2 separate regions of the Sus scrofa genome follow, and region 2 is linked to region 1. A link is a contact called in public HiChIP or PLAC-seq data. All regions are on one chromosome and are shown on one strand. Each heading gives the region's core, a stretch centred on a gene start, on an enhancer-like site or on the middle of the called end of the contact. The rest is flanking DNA. Distances are from core to core; before and after follow the strand shown.

Evidence for each region. HiChIP or PLAC-seq counts read pairs in DNA pulled down with a chosen protein or histone mark.
Region 2: an H3K27ac HiChIP or PLAC-seq map of skeletal muscle shows a contact between it and region 1. The contact joins two enhancer-like sites. A contact is called at or near these places in 3 of 47 Hi-C or Micro-C datasets (embryonic fibroblasts, epiblast stem cells and fibroblasts) and 1 of 2 datasets of contacts at active chromatin or transcription factors (skeletal muscle).

The regions. Positions count from the first base shown.
Region 1 is chr13:147,784,329-147,790,121 of Sscrofa11.1, forward strand. PHLDB2 (pleckstrin homology-like domain family B member 2) reads right to left here. Exons shown (of 20, transcript XM_021070391.1): 16 at 3,963-4,053; 17 at 2,933-3,079; 18 at 859-1,078. Among named protein-coding and RNA genes, the nearest start is that of ABHD10, 9.2 kb to the left of the region's middle. Within about 2 kb of position 3,448, at least 15 of the 83 cell types and tissues checked have an H3K27ac peak or open chromatin away from gene starts, as enhancers often do. A contact at or near this core is called in skeletal muscle, where this site is marked.
Region 2 is chr13:148,076,413-148,082,205 of Sscrofa11.1, forward strand. The region is part of intron 1 of PLCXD2 (PI-PLC X domain-containing protein 2); the gene reads right to left. Among named protein-coding and RNA genes, the nearest start is that of PLCXD2, 8.5 kb to the right of the region's middle. Within about 2 kb of position 3,414, at least 7 of the 83 cell types and tissues checked have an H3K27ac peak or open chromatin away from gene starts, as enhancers often do. A contact at or near this core is called in skeletal muscle, where this site is marked.

The DNA.
Region 1 (5,793 bases), core at 2,198-4,697:
GGTCAGAAAGCCCTAGGGAAGCAAGCAGGGAACCTGTGAGGGGTAACCATTTGCTTCAGGCCATTCGCCCCCATAGCAACTGGAACCCCACCCAAAGAGCCCCTAACTCTTTGGGTGAAAGGCATGCCACCCACCCTCTCACCCCCATTCTGGAGCTCCACAGCCAGTCTTCCTTCTTCCACATGCTTCTTGGTTTCTTACAGCTCTCTTCATAAACATATTCTGACCTCACACTACAGATTAAGTGACTGGAGTTAGTTTGTATTTATTACACTGATACACTTTGTAACAATTCCTGACAATGCTCATAAATGTCGATACAGTCACCCCAAGGCAGGGTCTCTTCATAATCTCTAGTCTGATGCTACCCTCACTCAGCAGTTGAAAAGTCATAACTGTACTCATGCTGAAGGTGGATATATTTCATATGAGATCTAAATGTAAATGGTTCTCATAATCTAGCATTTAAATAATCCAAATATACTCCGGTCACTTGATAAATACTTACTCATTCACTAGTTCATTGATGAGTTTTACTCTCTGCTTAAACTGCCATTCTAGTTTATAAACTATGGTTGAATGACTGTCAGCTAAGCTGCCTAATTGTGTGTAACTTATATAGGGCATAGGACCATAAAGACATAAATAGAAATTTTTTTTTTTTTCCTGGTCTCATGGTTTAAGAAATATTTTGGTCTAAAAAATAATATACATCTATCAAGCTAATATTGCCATTGATTCTATTACTTACTTATACTGAATTTTATTGCCTTTGTTCTTTAATCTCTTCAATAGAGGGTTCCTAGTTTGAATATACCACTCAGGGTTGTTGTTGTTGTTGTTGTTTTTATTACCCACCTGCATAATAAGAGAAGGTGCGCTTATTCCGATCAAAGACAAACCAACGCTTTTTCCAAGTTTTAATTTTTCCACCCATTTTGATGAGGAACCCTCTGCAGGTCTTCTCTGTGATTGACACATGATAACAGGTATCAATATTGTGGCCAGCAGTCTCTACGTGGCTCCGCAAATCAAAGTCTTCCTTCCGGACGGGCAGATAGCGGGTCAGAGGTCGAGCCTGGAAAAGCACAAGCCCAGTGGGTCAGAGGTCAAGCCTGGAAAAGCATAAGCCCAGGTCGTCTACAGCTAATTATTTGTTTTGTTTTAGGTCACAGATGTTTAGAAGTGAGGATGAATTGGAAAGCCTGAGTGTTAAAATGTCCATGTGACTATGAGAACTTAGACATTGCCATTTGGAATCTAAACAGTGGATGGCTACTGAAGAAGGATGCTAGAACATGTCGGGGGAAATATGGATAAACTCAGGCCAACAGAGTCTATCCCTTGAAATGGCCAGATGAGAAAATGGAAACATGTCATTTTTCTTAGCTTGAAAAGAGGTACTTAGCACTTAAAAACACATGAAAATTAGGTGTGAAGTTATCTGGGCTTCTTCTTAGAGAGGAAGATGCCTCCACTGTGAAGTTTGCAGGAGTTCTCTCTGCCATAACTCAACAAGACTTCTTAAATAACTTCAGACATGACATAATTGGCTGAACACTATTTTGTAAGTATAACCCCTATCTGATTCCCCAGGTATGGATGTAAGTGTTGGCTTGAAAACACTCTCTGATAGAAATTGAGGGCAGAAATGTATGTCTTAAAAAAATAAGAAGTGGAATCAAAGCTTTGTCCAATAACCTGTCCAGGACCAGACACTAAAGAGGTGTACCTAGACGTCTTTTATTTTAACTATGGCTGGAGTAGAAGTTCATCTAATCTAGGAAGCACACAGCACTACGAGTAATATTTCCAGAATGGCCTTTTATTTTATCCTTTTAAATTACCCTATCCCTTTGCCCTGGGGGAAAATAACCTAATCATACACTTGGAAGTAAAACTTATAATTAGGATTAAAATAGAATTGTGCCTTTTGGTTTGGCCTCAGATACCAAACAGACATGGTTGACCTTTACTGCAAATCAAAATTTGACAGAGGTTTGGCATAACAAAATAAAATGAACAAGTTTTACTTTGTATTTTTCCTTTGTTCTGCCCTTGATTCCATGGTATTTTGAATCTACACAGATGTCACAGATTTACTGAGACCTCAAAGCACCCAGTCTTAAAGGAGAGTCTCACTGCTGTACTTCAAACTGCCAGCAACTGTAAAGAATAAGGGAATTGCTATCTTTTACCTTTAAGTCTACTAAGTCTTGGTAAACTTGCTTTGAACTTTAAAATGACATGGCACTTAATAAAATTTTATTTTAGTTTCTCGGAACACATATATTACATAAGCAGTTCTAGAGACACGAACAGAGATTCAAACTCTGCAATGACTGAGATAGGAAGTTAAACCAAGTGGATGATTTTCCTGAGCTATGCTTGAGTTCAGGGATTCTGTGCACATGTGTGTGGTCTGGTGCAACAAAGAGGACATGTGTGACAACACATTGGTTAGGAAAAAAAACCAAAAAACACAAAATTGAAGGTATTAATGCCATCACCAAGAAATGGGACTAGTGAAAGTATTCTGTTCTGGAGTGTCTGCTTCCAAGAAATGGCTTAATAGAATCTCTTCTCTTTCTCAGCTAAAACAAGTGCAGCACCCAACTTAGTCTGGGTGCTGCATTTGTTTTTAGTAATGAATTCACTGCATTTTCAAAGCTGCTCAAAAAAAAAAAAAACGGGTGGAAGAAAAAGTAGCTCTCCCATCAAAATTTTCTACTCTTAAGTAAAGAACAAATTCATTTTCTTAGTAGTTCCCAATAAGTTTTGAAATAAACACACATTTTTTAGCCCATTAACGCACATCTTTCTCTTAGCCATTACAGCACAGCCAAAGGCATCTTGACCCAGCATGACTGTCTCCTAAAGAACGACCACCAGGGGGCAACCTACTCCAATCCATCCAGATTGACCCACCAACCTGGGCCCTTTGTTTCTCCCTTATTTTCACTTCCTTTTCAATTAACTTCTGCCTCTGGCTAGTTTCTTCCTGCAGTCGTTTTTCCAGGAGTTCTCGGCGTCGCTTTTCTTCTTCCAGAGCTCTTTTCTTGGCTTCCATTTCCCGTTCCTAAATATCATTATGTGGAACAAATTTTAAGACATCCCCGTTATACTTGAATGAATTTAAAGAATATAAAAAAATTATTCTCACTAGACAGTCTCTGGTGTCATAACTCAGGCTCTTACAATGAATAACTAAGACACCCTTAATCACGGCTCACAGGGCTTTCAAAATCATCCTGTGCAATCATTACATTTAATTAACAATGGAATATTAAGTGAAACTCAGCTTGGGATTCTATTCTGTCATTTCATACTAATGACCTTAACTCTCCCGTTTTTAATATGAAAAAGGCTCACTAACTGTGACCCAACATTAGTCACAACATGTAGCCTTTCTTTTAACAGCCATTGGTCCTTCCAATTCCTGTTGTTGCTCTGTTGCTTCCTGGCCAAAGCTACAGAGGAAGCATCCGGGGAAATCAGAAGAGGAAAGGAGGTGCCTTTTCAGGCAGGACACAAAGGCATTTGGGGGGATTCCTAAGGAAGTTAAGCTTCTGGCTTAAAAAAGTCACAATAATGTGGGAGTTTTAATATTACAATAGTGTCATTACGGCAAGCTGGCAAGGCAGGGAGAATGCAGAGACATGCCATTCCTCCTGTTCCCTGGCAGGCAGACAAAAGGGCTATCGAAGGGAAAATGTAATGCAAAGCATTCATTTAAGTTTATGTCCACACTCTATACACTTTACCTTATGAAAAGTGGTGAAGCAGTAAAGAGCCACAGAAATCACCTCTCTAAAACCCTTATTTTTCAGAAAAGAAAATGGGGCCAAGAAAGGTGGAATGACTATTCCAAGGCCATGCTGCTTATTGAGACCCAATGGCAAGTGCAGGGCATCTGAACTACCACATCACTGACCTCCAGCATAAAGATACTAGTAGCCTACCCTGGATTCAAGCAGCCTTGTCTTCTCTGCATGAGCCTGCTTCAAAAGTCTCTCCATTTCTTCTATTCGGGCAATATTTGAAGTGCTGGCGCTGAAGAAAACACAAAAAAACCTTTTAAGAATGTTGCTTCTGACTGATTTCTCTTCAAACACACACCCGTACAGAGACAGGTTTCAGGAAGGTGTAGAACAAGCTCTAATACAATTTAAAGGACGTTACTTGCAAGAATCATTGGTCTTTAGAGGCAAGCCAATTCAACTCTGAAAACTGCAGGTGAAACTAACTTACCTCAGTTTAGGAGACAAAATATAGGCAAAGGAAATAACACCAAATGAAGTGCTCTGCTCATGAATACATCAAAACCAAATCCTACAAAGTATGTTCTGAAAATGTTTCCTCCCAAGTCTAAAAATGTTGGCCTGTGACAGGCCTCCCCATTAGTTTAATTATTCAGATGCCAGACCAACAAAACTATCACCAAAGTTCTACAGATGATCCCTAAGCTTGGAAGTCACTTTATCTGGTTTAGGAACATGTGTCACCAGATAATTATTTGTTATGCCTTTATCATGTGGATATTTTATTTCTTAAATGGTGATTTAAGATGGTCAATTAAAAAATGACTTCTCTTAACAGATGCAAGAGAAGGATGTTGGCCAGTTTTGTCAGTAAAGCCCATCCACCATGCCAAAATGGAAACAGGATTTAGGGATGCAAGAGCTTCAAAAGTAATACATGCTGAGAAGGAGATCACATAAACAAGGAAGGAAAAACACCAAAGGGGGTGAAAGCTGCAAGAAGAGTTAGGGTAACTAAAAGAGAAAAGAGAAGAGCTTGGAAATATTTAACACTAAACAAACTATTTTATTTTATTGTCTTTTTTTGGGGTCTTTTTAGGGCTGCACCCATGGTATATGGAGGTTCCCAGGCTAGGGGTCTAATCGGAGCTATAGCTGCCGGCCTACTCCACAGCCACAGCAATACCAGATCTGAGCTGCATCTGCAACCTGCACCACAACTCACGGCAACACTGGATCCTTAACCCACTGAGCAAGGCCAGGGATCGAACCCACAACCTCATGGTTCCTAGTCAGATTTGTTTCCGCTATGCCACAACAGGAACTCCTTTTATTTTTTTAACTGTTTATATTTCATTTGACTCTTTTGTGAAAAAAGACCACAGCCTGAGATAAAACTTCATTATTCTGATGTTTCAGCCATGGAGAATCAATGTTATTTCTTATGTATGTATACTTGCATAATCACTTAAATATATGTCTTCTTTTCTAGACTCTGTGTACAGAAAAGCTTTTGCACCCATATCCTCCATTGCATAGATCCTGGCACACAGTAGGGGCTAATGTTTGCTACACACATTCATATAAAAATTAATTCATACAAAAATGAATAAGATAATTATTAGTATGGTCTCAAAATCAAAATCATTGTGTTGATTAGTGTTGATTAACTCAAGTATAGGGTGTTTCAAACATGGGGTTAAGGCTTCTTCCAAAGAGATAAATGATCACAGGAACACAGGACATATGGTTTATCTTAAAATCAGTACTGTGCACACAAATATTTACAGCAGCTTTATTTATAAATGCCAAAACTTGCTTTTTTAGGCTGGCACCTGTGGCATATGGAAGTTCCCAGGCTAGGGGTTGTATTGCTGAATCAGAGCTGCGGCTGCCAGCCTAAGCCACAGTCACAGCAATGCCATATCCAAGTCAGGTCTTCGATCTACACCACAGCTCACGGCAATGCCAGATTCATTCATTCTTTCTTTCTTTTTTTAGGCAATGCCAGGTTCTTAACCCACTGAGCAAA
Region 2 (5,793 bases), core at 2,164-4,663, 290 kb after region 1:
TAGGACTGCACCTGCAGCATAAGGAAGTTCCTAGGCTAGGGGTGGAATCGGAGCTAAGGCTGCCAGCATACACCACAGCCATTGCAACTCAGGATCCAAGCCATGTCTGCGACCTACACCACAGTTCATGGCAATGCCAGATCCTTAACCCACTGAGGGAGGCCAGGGATCGAACTCGTACCTTCATGGATACTAGTCAGATTCGTTTCTGCTGTGCCACAATGGGAACTCCAAAGGGTTTTCAATTCCATGTACTAGAGGCATTTTAAAGCCCTCTAGATATCGAGAGGTATCTATTTTTCTTTGACAAGACTTTCTCTTCCTTAAACGTCCAATAGACGCTAATCCCCAAATAAGATCCCATATAGGTAAGTCATTAAGAAAAAAGTCTTCCTACTGTCACCCTGCTCTGTCTCTGAGCGATGACATCATCTATTTAGTAAAGAAAAACCACACAGAAGGCACTCGGTCATCTCCTGACGAGCTTTCTTCATTCTGGGATAATCATATTTTAACAATCTTTCCCTTTAACACAAAAGAACAATAGGAAGGTTTAGAGAAAAATGGGAAAATATTTAGGGTAGGAGAAAAAGTTATGTTACATATTCTACTCCAAAATTCTTTTACTAATAAACCTCATGATGTAACCTGGGGTATCAGTGTGTAAAATAAATGGTATTTGATAGTGTGGTTATGTAACTAAAAGCTGGTTTGCGATGTAGTGCACAGAACTAACCCCCACCCTCACCCCAGGCTGCCAAGATGGTAGAGGAAATAGTGAACAAGAGATGACAGAATTCACGCAGAACAAGCAGAACACTAGATGAGCTTGGGAGGGCTGCTTATCTGAGACTAGAATTTCAAGATAGTTGAAGTTTTAGAAACATATTAGAAAAGATACTGATTTCAAACTCAAATCATTTTATATTGAATATCATAGTAGCTGTGAGTGAGGGTAGGGGGTTGGGCAAATTGTAAGAATTAGCTCTGAAGTCATGTCCATTGGACGTCTCCCAATTCTGAAATGTCCCATGAGTACCTCAAACTCAGCATGTTCCAAACTAAGCATATCTACTCCCCTTCATCACCCCTAGACTTGCTCCTTTTCCTGTATCCTTATTTTTGGGAATGCCATCCTTGGTCAGTTACCTAAGACAGTTGTACCTTCTCTTTTATCCTCCAGTGGATTCTAGGTCCTACTGATGGAATCTATATATCTACAGATCTATCTCCTATGTCTGTCCCTTTTCCTTTGTCCACACTGTCACTCTCTTCCTCAGGTCAGCATCATCTCTCACTTGGATGACCCCACCCACAACCTAAGTGGTCTCCTTGGTTATGGTACTTCCCAAATCAAATACATTTGTGGACTGCAGCCAGACTGTTCCTTCCAAAACACAGAGCTGCTTTGTCATTCATCTGCTGAACACCCTTCTTGCACCTCCTAAGGTAAAAAGCTAAACCACTTTAACATGGCTTATTAGACCTCTCAGAAGCTGCCACTTTATTCCTTGCCCCCTCCTAGCTTAGGGTAAACTACACTGGACCATTCTGGTTTGTTAAATGGGCCATTTTCTCTCCTCAAGGTCTTCACCCATATTGTTTCCTTGCCTAGGACACTCCTAGCCTTGTTTCTCTTACCCCGGGGTCTAGTTCCTATGCATTCTTCAGATGCAGTGTATACATCACTTCTTCCCAGAGGCCTCCTTGGATTCCCAAGTCTTGTTAAGACATGCCTGCTATGTGCTTCTTCCAACAGTAATCTCTACCTCTCCTGTCATCTTACATAGTATATTGTGTTATAACTGTTCAATTAAATGTCCATTTCTCTAATTAGACAGTCGGGTCTTTGAAGGCAGACACCATGTCTGTGTTGATCATCAATGAATCACCAGTGCCGAGGAGAGGGCCTGGGACATGGAAGATAACCAACATATATGTATTACACAGAATGAAAGAAATTATGAATTTTTCACATTACCCCTCAGCATCCCTCACAACTGATGGGTCACTTTGTTTCTCTTCATGCTTATGCAATTTGTTTAGGGCTTTTAATCCATTCCTGACCAAGTCCTTCAGCGGCTGCTTTTTGCCTTCAGGATAACGTTTACTGTTTAATCTTGGCATGAAACAGAAGGCTCAGTACTTTCCCAGCTGCATTTCCAGAACCTTCTTTAAATGAAATCTATGCTTAGGTTTCCTCAAGGTCACCTTAGTTCTCAGTCCTTAGTACCTCTGCACCATTTCCCTCTTTCTACCTGTAACACCCACTGGTTATTTACTAATTGCTCTTCATGACTCAGCCCAAGGTCATGTCTCCTTGGAAGCCCAGTCTACCAAGCTTTCCTTCTCTTTCTGGTAACAGAATTGGTATCGGTTTTCTGAGTGTCATTGTACCCTATCCATTTTTCTCCATAGTGTCTGAATTTTGGCTTTCTTCTAAGATCATACATTCATGAAAAGCAAGGAGAAGAATCTTATTTATCTCCATATTCACCTAATTTAACATAGTACATGACACAAAAGGGCGCTTGATAAATATTCTTTGAATAAGTACTTTCCTTTTAAATGAATCCATCTTTAAAATACAGGCAATGACAACCAAAAGAAGCAGAAGGAATAAACAGATATCTTTAATTTTTTTAGGCCAAACTTGCATAACGTGCTCAGATAATACTTATGAGGATCTACACGGACACCTCCTGGCAGGATGACCACTTAAACTCAGACCCAGGGAGCAAGGAAGGGACATTGCCTTCACCTTTACCTGTTCAACATTTTTTTTTCATCTGGTTTCAACTGTACTTTAAGAATATTGCTTCCAGAATATAAGCCTTCAAGTCATCCATGTTCATAAAGTATTCCCCCCAGTCTGCCTGAGTCTAGGCAGGATTCTCAGTCACACCATTACTGCAGATGCTGCCACATTTGAGACATTTGTGTTATGGGGTACAACTGCCTTCTATTTTTTTTTCCTTATTTAGATTTCATCAGGTCTGTACAGAGAAGAAATGAGTAGTAGGGTAGTCTCTGAGAAGACATAATACCTTCCAGCCAATAGTTCTAGAATAGTTGGAAATTATTTTTCAAAACCCTGTTATTCTCTTGGAAAATGTCAACTGCTTCATAGACAATGAATCCAAAAAAGACTGCTGGTGTTTCATAGACAGTGCAGCCTAGACATCCCCCTGAGAGCACTGCAGGCTGCTGTAGCCTAACCCATGCTGTCTGGAAGCTCCCTAGAGATCTACTAATGTCATCCTCTTAAGAACTATTTGAACGTCGTGAGCGTTCAACAATGTAGCCCACATTCCTACAGATGTGAGAAAGTGGAAGGACTCCTATTTATCCACGAGTGTAAATACTCCAACAGATTTAGTCACAGTCCTCCTTCGCCTAAATTTGGTTCTTGACGTGTGTTCACATTCTTCTCTCACACACAAACACACCCACCTATTACAATATCTATAAATAATCCCGCCTCTGCAGGCCTGGTTTGAAACTCAAATTGGGGTTAGTCAGCATTTACAGAGTGGTCTGCACTTTTCCCAAAGGCAAATCACGGGAGCTTAAGCATTTCGAGATCCTCCCCTGTAGTGTGCCTGTACTTTTAAGCTCTCAGAGGCCAGGAGGGATGTGGAGTAGAGGTCAGGTAAGAGCACATGTCAGAAACTAAATCCTCAATGTCAGAAGCTCGTCTGAAACAGCAGCATGCATGTGACAGTAGCAGGCTCCTAGGACCTGAAATGTCAGTGGGTCTGTCTTGCAGGATCTTTATAAAGGGTAAACAACAGCAGGCAGTAGAACTTGGGCTCTCTTGAAGGTGAGGCCAAGGTCATGGCCCAGTGTGTGTGTGTGTGTGTTGTGTATGTGTAAAAAGATTTATTTAAAGGAAAGCATTTTGTAGTATTCCCACTCTTGATCTGGGAACAAAATGACTGGGTTAGGAGGGCTGGTGATGGGGCCATGAGGGAAGCAGAAGCAAAGTCAGCAATATGGCCCTGTCACAGAGAGTTACATTTTTCCCAAAGGCTTTGGATGGCTAGAGATGACAAAGTTTGACAGCTGAGCTTGGGACAGGAAGACAAAGTAGCTAAAGAGGATTTTCGTGCTCTCTTGACCAGCTGCACTCAGATTGCATTTAAAGTTCCCTTGGTCACCCTCACATCCTGGGCAACCCTCCATGTAGCCTTCCCTTAACGCTAAGTCCCTTTGACAGGATGACCATTCACGTTATCCTGATCTGGTCAGACAGAGAACACTGAGCCACATGGCTTAATTGGAAGGTCAGCTCCTTAACTACACTGCAAATTACCTGAGGGTGTAGACTGCATTTTACACCTCTTTTTTCTTGTCCATTCTAAACACAGGCTTTCAATAGTGACAGTCACAAATACTTTTTTTAAGGCTACATTATTTTGTGACAGACTGTTCTTAGCATGCTATATGAACTAATTTAATTTTCACACTAATCAAATGAGGTAGTGTCATTATTATCTCTGTTTTAGAGAGAACACTGTAGCACAGAGTGGTTAAGTAACTCGCCCAAGGTCACAAAGTCATGACAGGCAGAGTTGGGATTCAAATGCAGACACTGTGGCTCTAGCATTAACGCTCTAAGCCAACCCATGCATGGTTCTGCTTCTTACAGACACGTGTGATTCCCGAATTCCCTGTGGCTTTTTTGATACTGAGGCTTCAAGAGGATCTCAGGAAGTAACAGATCTTCTGAGAAGAGAAACCTACTAATGCAAACACCAAATCATAGCCTCTTTTTATTCCTCACTGGGACCACCCAGAGAAAAAAACAACAGCAACAAAAACCCAAAGAACATTTTGGTCCTGTGTGATTTTTTTTTTTCTCCCTTGGTTGGGTCAGCCCTGGTAGATTCAGCTTGGTCCTTGGTTTTCTACAGCCTCAGATCCTGTAGGAGAATGATCTCTTCCAAGGCCAGCTCATGGCTCAGGATATCCCCAAAGTGGGGCCAACCTAAACTTCCTGTGCCTCAATGTGTCTTGTACCCTTTTGGGATCTCCATCTCTGTGAGATACACCAGACCTGATCCAACTTCCAGAAGCAGGGTTTGAGTAATGATTCTCTAACTCCTGCTCCCATAGTGATTTTGTCTCTGTGTCATACACACGGGGTATGACTGTGGGACCACAGGAAAAGAGCTATAGAAACCACCAAGGGGACAAAGGCAGGGTTGGAAAGGAAAAGAACAGGATTCCAGGGAGTTCCTGTTGTGGCTCAGTGGAAATGAATCTGAAGAGGATTCATGAAGACATATGTTCGATCCCTGGCCTCGACCAATGGGTTAAGGATCCGGCATTGCCATGAGCTGTGGTGTACATCACAGACGTGGCTCAGATCTGGTATTACTGTGGCTGTGATGTAGACCGGTGGCTACAGCTCCAGTTCGACCCCTAGCCTGGGAACCTCCATATGCCACGAGTGTGGGCCTAAAAGCCAAAAAAAAAAACACAAAAAAACAAAAAAACCCCAAAAAACACAGGATTCCAGAAAGGTAGAAAAGGAACAAAGGGCGGATCATCAGCAAGATGAGGACAGAGAAGGCTCTGGGAATTGGAAGCAGTGAAGAGCAGCAGAGCAACAGCCAGCACTGGAAAGGGAGAGGCCCGGGGACAGGCCAGGTCAGGGGAAGAAAGGGGAAGAGGGGAACAAGAAATGAGAGCAGGCTGAGGCTGCAGCCAGAGAGGAAACATGAGACATTCAGACTGGACAAGGGAAGGAGGAGGGCAGAAACGATGCAGGGTGAGAGAACTGAGCCT